Regions from separate parts of the Rattus norvegicus genome. Here region 2 is linked to region 1. Evidence: chromatin contacts called from public Hi-C data. All regions are on one chromosome and are shown on one strand. The core of a region is the stretch at or near the end of the contact, and the rest is flanking DNA. Distances in the headings are between cores, read along the strand shown.

Region 1 (5,659 bases), core at 690-3,189:
GAATTTTCTTTTAACTTCATATTTTTAAACCTTAAATCTGTATAATTTTCCTTTCAGAATCAAATCCAGGTCCTCATGCTTCTGCATCAAGTGCTTTCTAAGCCGTTTCCCTGGCCGTGGGCTGCATTTTCCTGTAGGTCAGAATATAAAGGGCTGGAGAGATGGCTCAGGGGTTAAGAGCACTGACTCTTCTTCCAGAGGTCCTGAGTTCAAATCCCAGCAACCACAACCATCTGTAATGGGATCCGGTGCCCTCTTCTGGTGTGTCTGAAAACAGCAACGCTGTCCTCATACATAAAGTAAATCCTTAAAAAAGGAATATAAAATAAAAATATATTTTAAGAAATAGTGTAAAGTTACCGACAATTCATATAACGAGGAAATCATACAGAGATTTTTCAGTTCATTGTGATTATGAATCTCTGTGTCATTCTACCCCAGTGTCTTTGGCGTTGATTACAGCAAAATCATTTTGATGTTGAAGTGGTTAATTCCCTTAACAGATTTGAAAAATTGGGTAATGTTCCCCAACGTCTGAGTTAGCATTTGTTCTCGCCACTCCTTCTACAGGCTGCAGCTCCTTCTCCAGTCCGCCGTGGATGCTAACATGAACACTCTGCGCGTGTGGGGGGGTGGCATCTACGAGCAGGATGAATTCTATGCACTGTGTGACGAACTTGGAATAATGGTGAGCTTGTGATGCCGTCTCCATGTACCTACAGGTGACCCCTCCCCACTCTGGGGTTGTGGGTTGATTTTATTACGCCTTAAAACCCTCTCTCAGAGCAAGGAGCATGTTCCATTGTTTGTTTATTTATTAACTTTGGCCAAGGAATAAATGAACTGTAGTTGCTAACAAAAACGAGAATTCTTTACTGCTTTAAAATTATAGCCATTGCAGGTGAGTTATAACTAATCAAATGTCTATATACACTTTCTTCACAATTTCTCCCGTGACATGTGGGTATACATAATAAAACAAATTAAGTGACTAAAGGACCTCTGATGAACTCTGGAGAGAAACAAAAATGATAAAGTTAACCAAAGAAGGGATGTTCTTAGTATACAAGTTTTGCAATGAGGAGGACTAAGCAAGAAGATGCCTCTGTCCCTAATTATCTCTGGAGAATGGACTTGTGTGTGTGCCTGTGCCAGCGTGGGCTTTCTAAGAAGTTCTCTTTTTATCCTAAAAAATTCTCTGAATAGCTGGCCTCCTGCAGAGCATAGCCTTAGCTTTTTATTTTACATATCAGTCCAGTCATTTACTCCAAGTTTCCTTTTGATTATCTTGTGAATGAGCGTCCTGTGAACCTCGCCCTTTGATTCTCTAGAGACTGCAAGCATACATTTGTTTTTTTTTTCGTAACTTTGCAAAAAGGATTCAGAGATCTGTGTGCCATTGTTAAGCTAGTAGGGTGGGACCCGGTCCAGAAATTACCATTTCTACTACACCTGGTCCTTACTTCCCTGTGTCCTAGGCTGACCTTGAACTCAGGAATCTGACTGACTTTGCATCCTTCTGACAAGCTGGCTCACTCCTTTGTTCCTTTAGATTCATGAAGCCCCCATAATTCATATTGCAGCCTTATATTTTGCATAGCTGAGAAATTATATGTATTTTAAACTCATGTATTTAGAGCTCTTTTCCATCGCCTTAAGGGTGGTCCTGAAGGTCCCAGTGTTTACCATTACCAGTGTGGCTGAGACATTAGCCACACTGACGCCTCTCCACTCCTGCTATTTCTAATTCTCATGGAGTCATTAACATTAACCCAGAGAACGTTCCTCAGAGGAATGTGAAATGTGTGCATTATTATACAAACAAACCTTATGCCCACAGCAGCCATTGTCATTCGTGGAGGAACACACCAGGGCCCTGTACCAGGGGCAGGAGCCCTGTCACTCTGTCCCCACCAAGGCCACACTGGGCTCAGCATCCGGGTCCCCTCTTTCCTGCTTGCTTAACAATCTTCTAAACATTTCTTGTGCAACCCTCAAAAAACCTGCAGTGCGTGGGTATCTTTCCTCCACAGAGATACCCAGGTGGGCGCTTTTGCAGAACTTGCTTTTCCTTAATTTAAAAGATAATCCCTTAAGTGAGAATGCAGTCTTGCTTTCTGTGCGATGACACTGCCTTTTCTTTGGTCCTGTAGGTGTGGCAGGACTTCATGTTTGCCAGTGCCCTCTATCCAACTGAGCCAGGCTTCCTAGAGTCAGTGAGAAAAGAAGTCACTTACCAGGTATGTTATTGTCACACCTCCAAAAAGAAAAGGAATACATCTTATTTTTTTTTCTTTTGCTAAAACACTCATTTCTTTTTGGTGTTTCCTACTAACTCCTCCGAGAAAGCTGCAGTCTGGTGATTCGTTTCCTGAGTGATTTATCCAGGTCACGATTCCTTGCTGAGAACTCCTGGACTCATTCCCAGTCTTCCAGTCTCTGATGCATCCCTCATTCTTGTACCCAACTGCTGCTTGGTGGTGTGGTCAGAGGTCTAGTGGGCATCTCCGTGTAACACGTCCAAACCACACATCCATCCCTTCCCCAGTCCTGCTGCTCCTGGAGTTTTCCTCAGCAAATGGATACCAGTGTAGCTCAGGACAAAGATTTAATGTGACTCTTGAGTCCATGAGTGGTTTCGCATTTCACACATGCCTTGTCAGTTATTACCTGTTCATTTATTTAAAAGATTTGCTTGTTTTTGTTTGTTTGTTCCACTCACTGGGACCTGAGAACCATGGGTTGGGCTAGGCTGGCCAGCCAGTGAGTGATCCCTGAGAGTCTCCTTTCTCTGCCTCCCCAACTCCACAATTACAAATGTGTTCCACCCCTGCCCACGGTTTTTGACAGGGGTGCTGGGGATAGAACTCAGGTTTTCACGCTTAAATAGAACGAATGAATGACTTAACAGACTGAACGATGTCCCCCCCCCCTCCCCCGTCTTTCAGAGAGCTATTAAGATGGTATTACCAGAAAGCCTGAGCAGCCATTGTGTGAGGTATCAGGTGGGCAAGAACGTCTACGTGGAAACGCATGCTTGCAATTTTATTAATCATTAGAGCACTGAGTTCTTCTGTGGTAGGTATGGGGAAATGGTTTCATGTTTTCTTACGTTTCAGGTCAGGAGACTGAAGTCTCACCCCTCCGTCATCATCTGGAGTGGTAATAATGAGAATGAAGTGGCTCTCAGGGTGAACTGGTTCCATGTAAACCCCAGGGACCTGGGGACTTACATCAACGACTATGTGACCCTCTACGTGAAAACCATCAGGGAGATTGTCTTATCGGTGGGTAATGGTTTGGGGGCAGTAGATTTTAAGAATGTGCTTTTGAAATGCATAGGTCTCGGGGCTGGAGAGATGGCTCAGCGGTTAAGAGCATTGACTGCTTTTCCAGAGGTCCTGAGTTCAAATCCCAGCAACCACATGGTGACTCACAACCATCTGTAATGGGATCTGGTGCCCTCTTCTGGTGTGTCTGAAGACAGCTACAGTGTGTGTGTGTGCGCGCGTGCATGTGCGCCTGCGCCAGGTGCTTGGCTGGTGCCCATGGAGGGCATTGGATCCCTGGAACCGGAGTTGCAGGTGGTTACGAGCTGGAGAAATGGCTCATTAGTTAAGAATATTTCTTTTTCAAATTTGATCAATGTAACAATTTGATTTTAATGCCTGGGGATTTAAATTTGACAGTAGAGTGATAAAGCGTGCACGCTTCCCAGTGTACTATCTACACAATCTTGGGCAATTTGCTTAGTGCCCATATCTCAAGTTCTAAAACTGAGTTAGAAAGAGGGACTAACTCTTAGGAGCTCTTATGACTCTTTGTCTCAAACGTCACAGACGACTTGATTCTCAGTCATGATGTTTACGGAGTTTCTTGAAAACGGATAGTGTTGAATTCTAGGTAATTACTATTATTGTCTCCATCGAGACATAATTGTTAGGATTAGCTGCTAGTGGTTCATCTACTCTAAGCAAACATCTAAGATCATGATCTAGAATTTTCTTCTCTTTTCAGATAAGATTCCTGAGGTTGAGACCCACCCCAAACCAGTAAGATTTTGAGTTGAGTTTTAAACCCAAGTATTTCTGACTCAATAGCTTTCGTTTTTAACGTAGGACCCTGAAATACAGCAATTTTGTCCCTAGGGAAAATTTGTCATGGCTTGAAGATATGTCCTCTGACCACTTCACACATGTGGCAGGAGCAAACAAACGCTCGCCCCACCTAGCAGGTGATTTAAGCTAGAGATGCTGCCTAATGCCTTCCTGACAAGAGAGTCCTAGCATGAAATGCTCCTCTACACTATTAACCCTAAAGTCAATAGTGCCAAAGTCAGGACACATTGTGAGACGACATACCTGTGGGGTAAGAAAGGGGGCAAACCATGGCTGAAAGCATTGAGAGTAGGTGCTGTAAGCCATGGGCTCAGGTGCTCAGGACTGAAGGAAGGACAGCAAACCTGAGCAAGACAGTGTTGACAGGAAGAGTGGTAACCGCCCTGCTAACTTCCTCTCAGTGATCTGATCTTTCTAGGAATTGATGGTATTTTTTTTTTAAGAAGTTAACTGTTTGCACCTTGCCAAATTAGCATATTAACCTTAAAATCACTTTATTCCCATGTCCAGGAAGATAGGAGTCGTCCGTTCATTGCATCCAGCCCAACCAATGGGGTCAAAACCATGACGGAAGGCTGGATCTCTAAGGACCCTTATAGCACCCAGTATGGCGACATGCATTTTTACGACTATTTCAGTGACTGCTGGGACTGGAAGGTCTTTCCAAAAGCTCGATTAGTGTCTGAATATGGCTACCAGTCCTGGCCTTCCTTCAGCACACTACAAAAGGTAAGCCTTGAGTTTTCCCGATTAACAACAGTAGACAGTGGGTTCTTATCTCGTTGATAGCTCTGGAAGAAGATGAACGAGAAGAATCCTGCCTTAATGTCTGAGGAGATAAAAATGGTACAACTGCCTTTTGAATGGATAATTTTCCAGTGTGCTTTTAATTGTGTGCCTTCAGGACTTAAATGGAAGCCCATGGAAACTTAAGCTTGACTTATAATTGTACATGAAAACTAAAAACATTTTTCTGTATGTCTGTCTGTCCATCTGTCTGCTCATCCATCCATCCATCTGCTCATCCATCCATCCATCCATCTATCCATCCATCCATCCATCCATCCATCTAGTTTACTCTTGCCACATGTGTGTGGTGGTCAGAGGACAGCTTTAGGAGCTGGTCCTCTCCTACCACTGGAGTTCTGAGAATCCAACTGTCAGCCTGGGCAGCAAGTGCCTTTCCCAGCTGGGCTATCCTTCTGACCCTGAATTGATACTTTCTGTACAGGGTAATCATTTATAGCTATAGAACTGGATGCTCAACCACATTAGAAGTGAACAGGATAAGCAAGTCCTGGTCTGTGTTACTCAGTTTTCCTTCCTCATATCTGTCTTTTATTTCTCTTGCCTTCTTCTTCTTCTTCTCCTTCTCCTTCTCCTTCTTCTTCTTCTTCTTCTTCTTCTTCTTCTTCTTCTTCTTCTTCTTCTTCTTCTTCTTCTTCTTCTTCTTCTTCTCCTTCTCCTTCTCCTTCTCCTTCTCCTTCTTCTCTCCTCCTCCTCCTCCTCTTCTTCTTCATCTTCTTCTTCTTCTTTTCTCC
Region 2 (6,356 bases), core at 3,369-5,868, 180 kb after region 1:
TTCTACAATACTCTCCCCTCCTTAAGTAAGTCTGCTTCATGCTTAATTAAATTGTTACAAGAATTGTTTTTAACAATTATAAATGGATTATGAAGGCTGCAAATGGACAAGCTGCACAGGAAGCCTTGGAATAGTTCATCCTGCGTCTGAATTCTAATGCAGAAAGATTAGCCAGGTATATCTAGGCAAGGGGGTAGCTCCCTTCTAACCAGGTCTCTGGTTGCTTTTAGTCCTTCAGGGGGTTGGATGAGGCTCACCTACAAAAGAGCACCTGCTTTCCTTCGTGTATGGATTCAAGTGCAAGTTTAATGAATGCTTTCCCAGACACACTAAGTATTAGACATCCCCTAATCCAGTCAAATGGACACATAAAATTAACTGGACACTTGGTTCAAATAATTGTTATAAATTTGGTCCTAGAAATGAAAGCAAGTACCTGACATTGCATTGGCAGATGATAATGTAAAACAAAGTCAACCCAAGAGGAAAAAGAGCAGAAAACAGAGAAAGCAGCATAGAAACTTAGGAAAGGAGGGAGGGAGAATTTAAAGTGAGAGAGAGAGAGAGAGAGAGAGAGAGAGAGAGAGAGAGAGGGAGAAGGAAAGAGGCAGGAAAACCCAAGACAGCACAGTAAACCATATATATTAGTTGCCATTTCAAAGGGCTATGTGTCTGTATTAAATTTTTTTCCAACTAAGACTAAAAACATAATCAGTATGCTGGGTTCAAGGGTACATCTAAAACACAGGTGATAAGGAGACCAAGATTTGTAAAGTGAATTAAAAAAAATTGAACTTAATGATTTCAGAAAGCATAGGTGTCAATGGCCAAAACATTAAATGGTTTAAAAAGGAGTGTTTTTTTCTTAATGCTTTCTATTTCTGTACAATCAGTGGTAGACTTTGGTGCACTAGTATGATTGCTTAAGAGGCACCGCAGGTTTGAGAGCAGGTATAGAGTATCTCAGGCTTGGCAGAGAAGCATCCACTTACTACTTAGCTTCCACGTCCTCTTGGTTGCCATGGCTCTCCCTCTAATTGGCCAATGTTTTGTTGATGTTGATCAAGGTGAAGGTGGTGGCGTATCTTCCCACCAAAGGCCCCAGGTAACTGAACAGACATTGAATACCCAGCTCAGTGAATCTTTGTCACCAGGTCTTTGAGCAGTTACGGGGTCCTGCATTTTCCCTCCTTGTCTAAATATCAAACTTGAGAACTTTCTGGTCTTGCAGTTTCTCCAAACCTTGGGCTCCCTCTCCTGAGTACCCACAGACTTGGAAGTATAATTTATATTCCACCAGCTCCCACATTAAGTTGTGGAAATGGCTAGGCTTTCTTAGGATTGCTCCAGGAATCCTTGACTCAACTATATGAACCCATGAAACCCAGCATGACCTTGACTGACCCACCAAAATGGCTTATGTTTGTGACCCAGGTAATGGCCACAGATGAACAGAGTATGAAAGTTAGTCAAAGTTCTCGCTATCTTTGTTTGAAGGTTAGGAGAATGAAGAGTGTCTCTCAGTTTGATGATTAATAAAACCTAAGGAGTCCAACTCTAGACTACCTAGAGGTGTCTTGTTCCAGGGACAGGAAGTCTTCTGAGCAAGGACTACAGAAGCAAGCAAGACCAAGGACATTGTCAGTATCATTTGGATCCCTAGATCCAACCATGGCTGAATGTCACACTTTGGAGATCACAGTTCAGCTAGGATTGACCCTACTTAACTAGTTCATTTAATGTAATGTATTAATTAGAATTGGGTTTGTGTTATTTACAGTAAAGTATTTCTAAAAAAATTGTTTTTCAAAATTTCTAACAATGCAGTCATTCACCAGATAGAGAATAAAAATTATCCCCAGGAATTTTAATAACATACAGTTAGTCCTCCTTAACCACAACTTCTCTATCTATGGAATTAACCAACCAAAGGTACAAACTACTTTGCCTAAAAATGGCATCTATACTGAACACATGGATTTTTTTTCTTGTCCTTGTTTCCTAAACAATATGGAATAACAAATATTTACACAGAGTTTACATTCTGTTTGGTGGAGTGCTTGCCTAGCATGTACAAAGCCCTGGCATGTACCAGTTAGGGATGGTGGTGCACACTTGAAATCCCAGCACTGGAGAAGCAAGAACAGAAGGATCAGAAGTTCAGCATCATCTTTGATGATAGAGCAATTCCAAGGCAACTGGGGTACGTGAGAGCCTAATGGAAGGAAGGGAGAAAAAAAGGAAGCAAGCAAGAAAGCAAGCAAGGAAGGAAGGAAGGAAGGAAGGAAGGAAAGAAGGAAGTAAGAAAGGAAGGAAGGGAGCAAGGAAGGAAGGAAGGAGAAAAAGGAAGGGAGGAGGGAAGGGAGAGAGGAAAAGGGGGAAGGAAAGAGACAGAAGGAAAGGGAAGGGAGGAGGGGGAGGACATGGAGGAAGGAAGAATGGATATGTGAAGACCCATAAAGGTTTTGTGTGACTATTGATTTACTTTATGTAGAGTCTTGAGTACCTGGTATCTTGTTATCTATGGGATCCCAGAACAACAGTTGCCTGAGGCTACTGAGGGAGAGTTGTAATTAATAATGTACTAATTGTGCACAATCTTTGGAAGGCAATGGGCTAGTAACATGGACCAATGAGATGCCTGAGCGGGTAAAGGTACTTAGTGTCAAGCCTGAAGAGTGAAGTCCCAGCACTTGGGAGGTGGAAGCAGGAGGATTTGGAAGTTAAAGGTCACCCTAAACTCCATAGCAAGAGAACTTATCTAGTAGAAAAAAAATGTTCTCCTAGCTCACTCAGAACAGAAAAATACTTCTCGGATTAGAAACAGAGTGTGTGGGGGTTGGGGAGAGGGCAAGTGGTAAGAGCCCTTGGGTCCTGACCCATAAACACAGTTCTGAGGAATGGTCTCTGCCTAGAAAAGGGAAGCCTAACCAATCCAGACTGATAATATGCTAGAGAGTGCCTAGAGTGCCCTCGCCTCTGGGCACATGATGCTCAATGCATGAAGGCAAGATTCATCGACAGATGTTGTTTCACACAATATATGCACAAATCATCATGACCAAGAAGAAAATTGGGGAGGAAAGGGTTTACTCAGCTTACACTTCCACATTGCTGTTCATCACCAAAGGAAGTCATAACAGGAACTCACGCAGGTCAGGAACTTGGAGGGAGGAATGGATGTAGAAACCACGGAGGGGTGCTGCTTACTGGATTGCTTCTCCTGGCTTGTTCAGCTTGCTTTCTTATAGAGCCCAGGACTACGAGCCCAGGGATGGCACCACCCACAATGGTCTCTCTCAGCCTTGATCACTAACTCAGAAAATGCCTTTCAGATGGACCTCATGGAGGCATTTCCTCAAGGGAGGCTCCTTTCTCTGTGATGACTCCAGCTTGTGTCAAGTTGACACACAAACCCAGCCAGTACAGATGTCTTAGCAGGTGCCCACGGGAGTGGCTGACAGATGTCCATGGCGCTCTATAAATAATACTGTTTAGAACAGAGATGGGAACCTCAAGTTTAATGGGGACTTGAAGTGTTGACTTACAGGAAAAAAGGGGGCTGTATTTCTGCTATATTTGGATTTGTGACTGAAATTCAAATTTATTGTATATCTTAGTAACACCCTAGAATGTTCTCGAAAGAGCCTGGAAATGTTCAACTTTACTCTCTCAGCTCTACCTTCCCAGTGTCAAGGTCTCTCTCTGTGAATGCATAATTTTCTATATTTTTTGAGGGGGGATTTTGCATTTCACTCACAAAGATAGGACATTAATGTCCTTACCATGCTGTTACTCCTTTTGTTCTGGGCGTTTTTCTCTCAGCGCCTGGAAGAACTTTCCTTCGCTCGTGTATCACTCTACGCTCAAAATCAGCTTACAAGACCACTTATTACATCGACGCAATTTTGTCTGCGGGGTGAATCCAAGGATGAACCCTCAGAATCTTTTCTTTTCTTTTATTTCTTTGGTTAAAAACAGACAAGTGTAAGAAGCGGTGGGTCAAAGTCATGCATCTCAAAAGAGGAAAGAAAAACGCATTGACGATTCCAACAAGGTTGAATGTCTGTTCACAGAAGGTATCTACTGAATAGAGACATTTTCCTCTCAAACATATGTGCTTTTATATAAAACTTCTAGGTTTCCCTCTCACTCTTGGCTGGAGTGTAATTGGGGGTGGTGGTGGTGATTTGAGAGATGCACACATGTTCCTCTGCTCTAAACACAGACGAAGGTGGCTAAATTCTAAATGGAAGGTGAGTTGTAGCGTCTTCCCATCTCCTTTGGTACTGTTGATTTGGCTCTGGTACAGAGTGCGGAAGAATTTGGCACAGTCCTTTCGTCTTTTGATACCATGTTTAGCGAACACTTGACCTCGAATTAGGCAAGCAGCTTTCTAAGTTTACTTAAGCAGTGCCAGTTTAATAAGACCTCTATAATCACAGCAATTCTAATGACAAGTTTGGGGGAAATATATTAGGTGGATCTAACCCGCTTCCTGAAGCCCCCAACCCCAGGCAGGAATCTCCTCATTGTTACAAACACAGAGATGCTGCATCTTCAGAACAATGTGCTTTGCGTTCCCATGAAAACGTGTTGTCTCATTTACCTTCTCATCTTGATCCGTTCTAGACTCTGTCCGTCTGAGCCTCAACAGCCGTACCAAGTCATGAAACACATGGCCTCATGTGAGTCATAGCTGATTCTCTGTTTCAGCAATATAGCATTATTCTCCTAAAAACAAAGGCACACACCAAATATTTAAATGTTTCATACATAATATATACTAGACATGTGGAAACAGGTATAAATATTTCAAAATAGCACGCTTAAACTTTAGAATCTGAACAACTGTTGGATTATTAATATCTTCCCATCTGCCAAGTAAAAACGTTGAATTATCTCTTGGTGCCCCCCTTTAAGCTCTATATTTTGCTTTTGAAACCTTAGTATAAATAGAATTTGGCGGATTTTTTTTTTGAAAGCCACTAGTGCTGAAAACTTGTATTATTTTCTGGGAAAAAAATATAATGGGACATCTGTTCTTTAGAATTTTGAGTCATTCTGAACCATGCGTGATTCATGACTTGCTCATTTTTAGTTCATTTTAGGGGAAGAATTGGCAAGGTGCACAAAGGAGACATTGAGTTAGAAGAAATTTTGGTTTCTAAGGTATTAAGAATGTTTCCAATAATACTATTACTTTTATAGGAAAAGAAGGGCAGTGGGGGCTTTCACTCGACATATCGCAAAAACTCTGAGCACATCAGCACACATCAAATGTAAATGATATTTTTAAAATTAAGAAAATTTTATTCTGGGGTTGGGGATTTAGCTCAGTGGTAGAGCGCTTGCCTAGCAATCGCAAGGCCCTGGGTTCGGTCCCCAGCTCCTAACAAAAGAAAAAAAAAAGAAAAGAAAACTTTATTCTAACTGTTCACAGTTTTAACCAGTTGAAATGTGAATACTTTACTGCATAGGAGACCCCTTAATGATAACACAGAAGGTTTTACAATGAGCACCGGGGCTAGGTTGACAAGAAACATCCCATTTGCTCTGTTTATTACATTTGTAACATGTTTGTCTGAGTTAGGGTTACTGTTGCTGTCTTGAAACACCATGACCAAGCAACTTGGGGAAGCAAAGGTTTATTCCACTCACAGTTCCATACAACAGTTCATTACCAAAAGCAGCGAGAACCTGGAGGCAGGAGCTGATGCAGAAGCCACGGAAGGGTGCTGCTTACTGGCTTGCTCCTCGTGGCTTGCTCAGTTTGCTTTCTTAGGACCACCAGCCCTGGATAGAACCACCTAAAGTGTGCTGGGTCCTCCCACATCAATTTCTAATTAAGAAAATGCTCTGTAGTCTTAACCTAAAGTCAGGTTTTATGGAGGCATTCTCTTTCCTATTGAGGCTCTCTTGTCTCTGTGACTCAAGCCTGTGATAAAATTGACATACAACCAACCAGTACTATGTTGTTCCTATGACACCATGGCTAGAAAGGAACACTTTACCCCTGCCCCCTTTAGAAAATATTTATTTCACTATTTATGTGTATGAGTGTTTTGTGTGCATGTATGTACACTCACCACATGGGTGTGTGATGCCCAAGCGGGTCAGAAGAGGACATGGAATCCACTGGAACTGGAGTTTCAGATGGTTGTGGGCTGCCATGTGGCTCTCGGAGTCCAACCATAGTCTCCAATAAGAGCAACACATGCTCTTGTCTGATGAGTTAAGAGTTATTTCAGGCCCAAGACCCGCTACATTTTTGACCACTTCTCTGACAGCTTTGTCTGAGATCTCCTCCCAGGTATTTTTGGCGAGTGCCTTTAAAATATACTATTTTTTTTCTA

The links. A called contact is a pair of places that touch in the nucleus more often than the background predicts.
Region 2: a contact with region 1 is called in a Hi-C map of frontal cortex, with 1.9 times the contacts expected there. The contact joins two enhancer-like sites. A contact is called at or near these places in 2 of 12 Hi-C or Micro-C datasets (the A7r5 cell line and frontal cortex).

What each region holds. Positions count from the first base shown.
Region 1 is chr2:226,643,767-226,649,425 of GRCr8, forward strand. Manba (mannosidase beta) reads left to right here. Exons shown (of 17, transcript NM_001031655.2): 9 at 571-688; 10 at 2,154-2,240; 11 at 3,120-3,287; 12 at 4,629-4,847. Among named protein-coding and RNA genes, the nearest start is that of Manba, 63 kb to the left of the region's middle. Within about 2 kb of position 1,940, at least 9 of the 93 cell types and tissues checked have an H3K27ac peak or open chromatin away from gene starts, as enhancers often do.
Region 2 is chr2:226,819,458-226,825,813 of GRCr8, forward strand. It overlaps LOC134485974 (a long non-coding RNA gene), which reads left to right and starts at 296. Exons shown (of 2, transcript XR_010064450.1): 1 at 296-4,688. Within about 2 kb of position 4,619, at least 1 of the 93 cell types and tissues checked has an H3K27ac peak or open chromatin away from gene starts, as enhancers often do.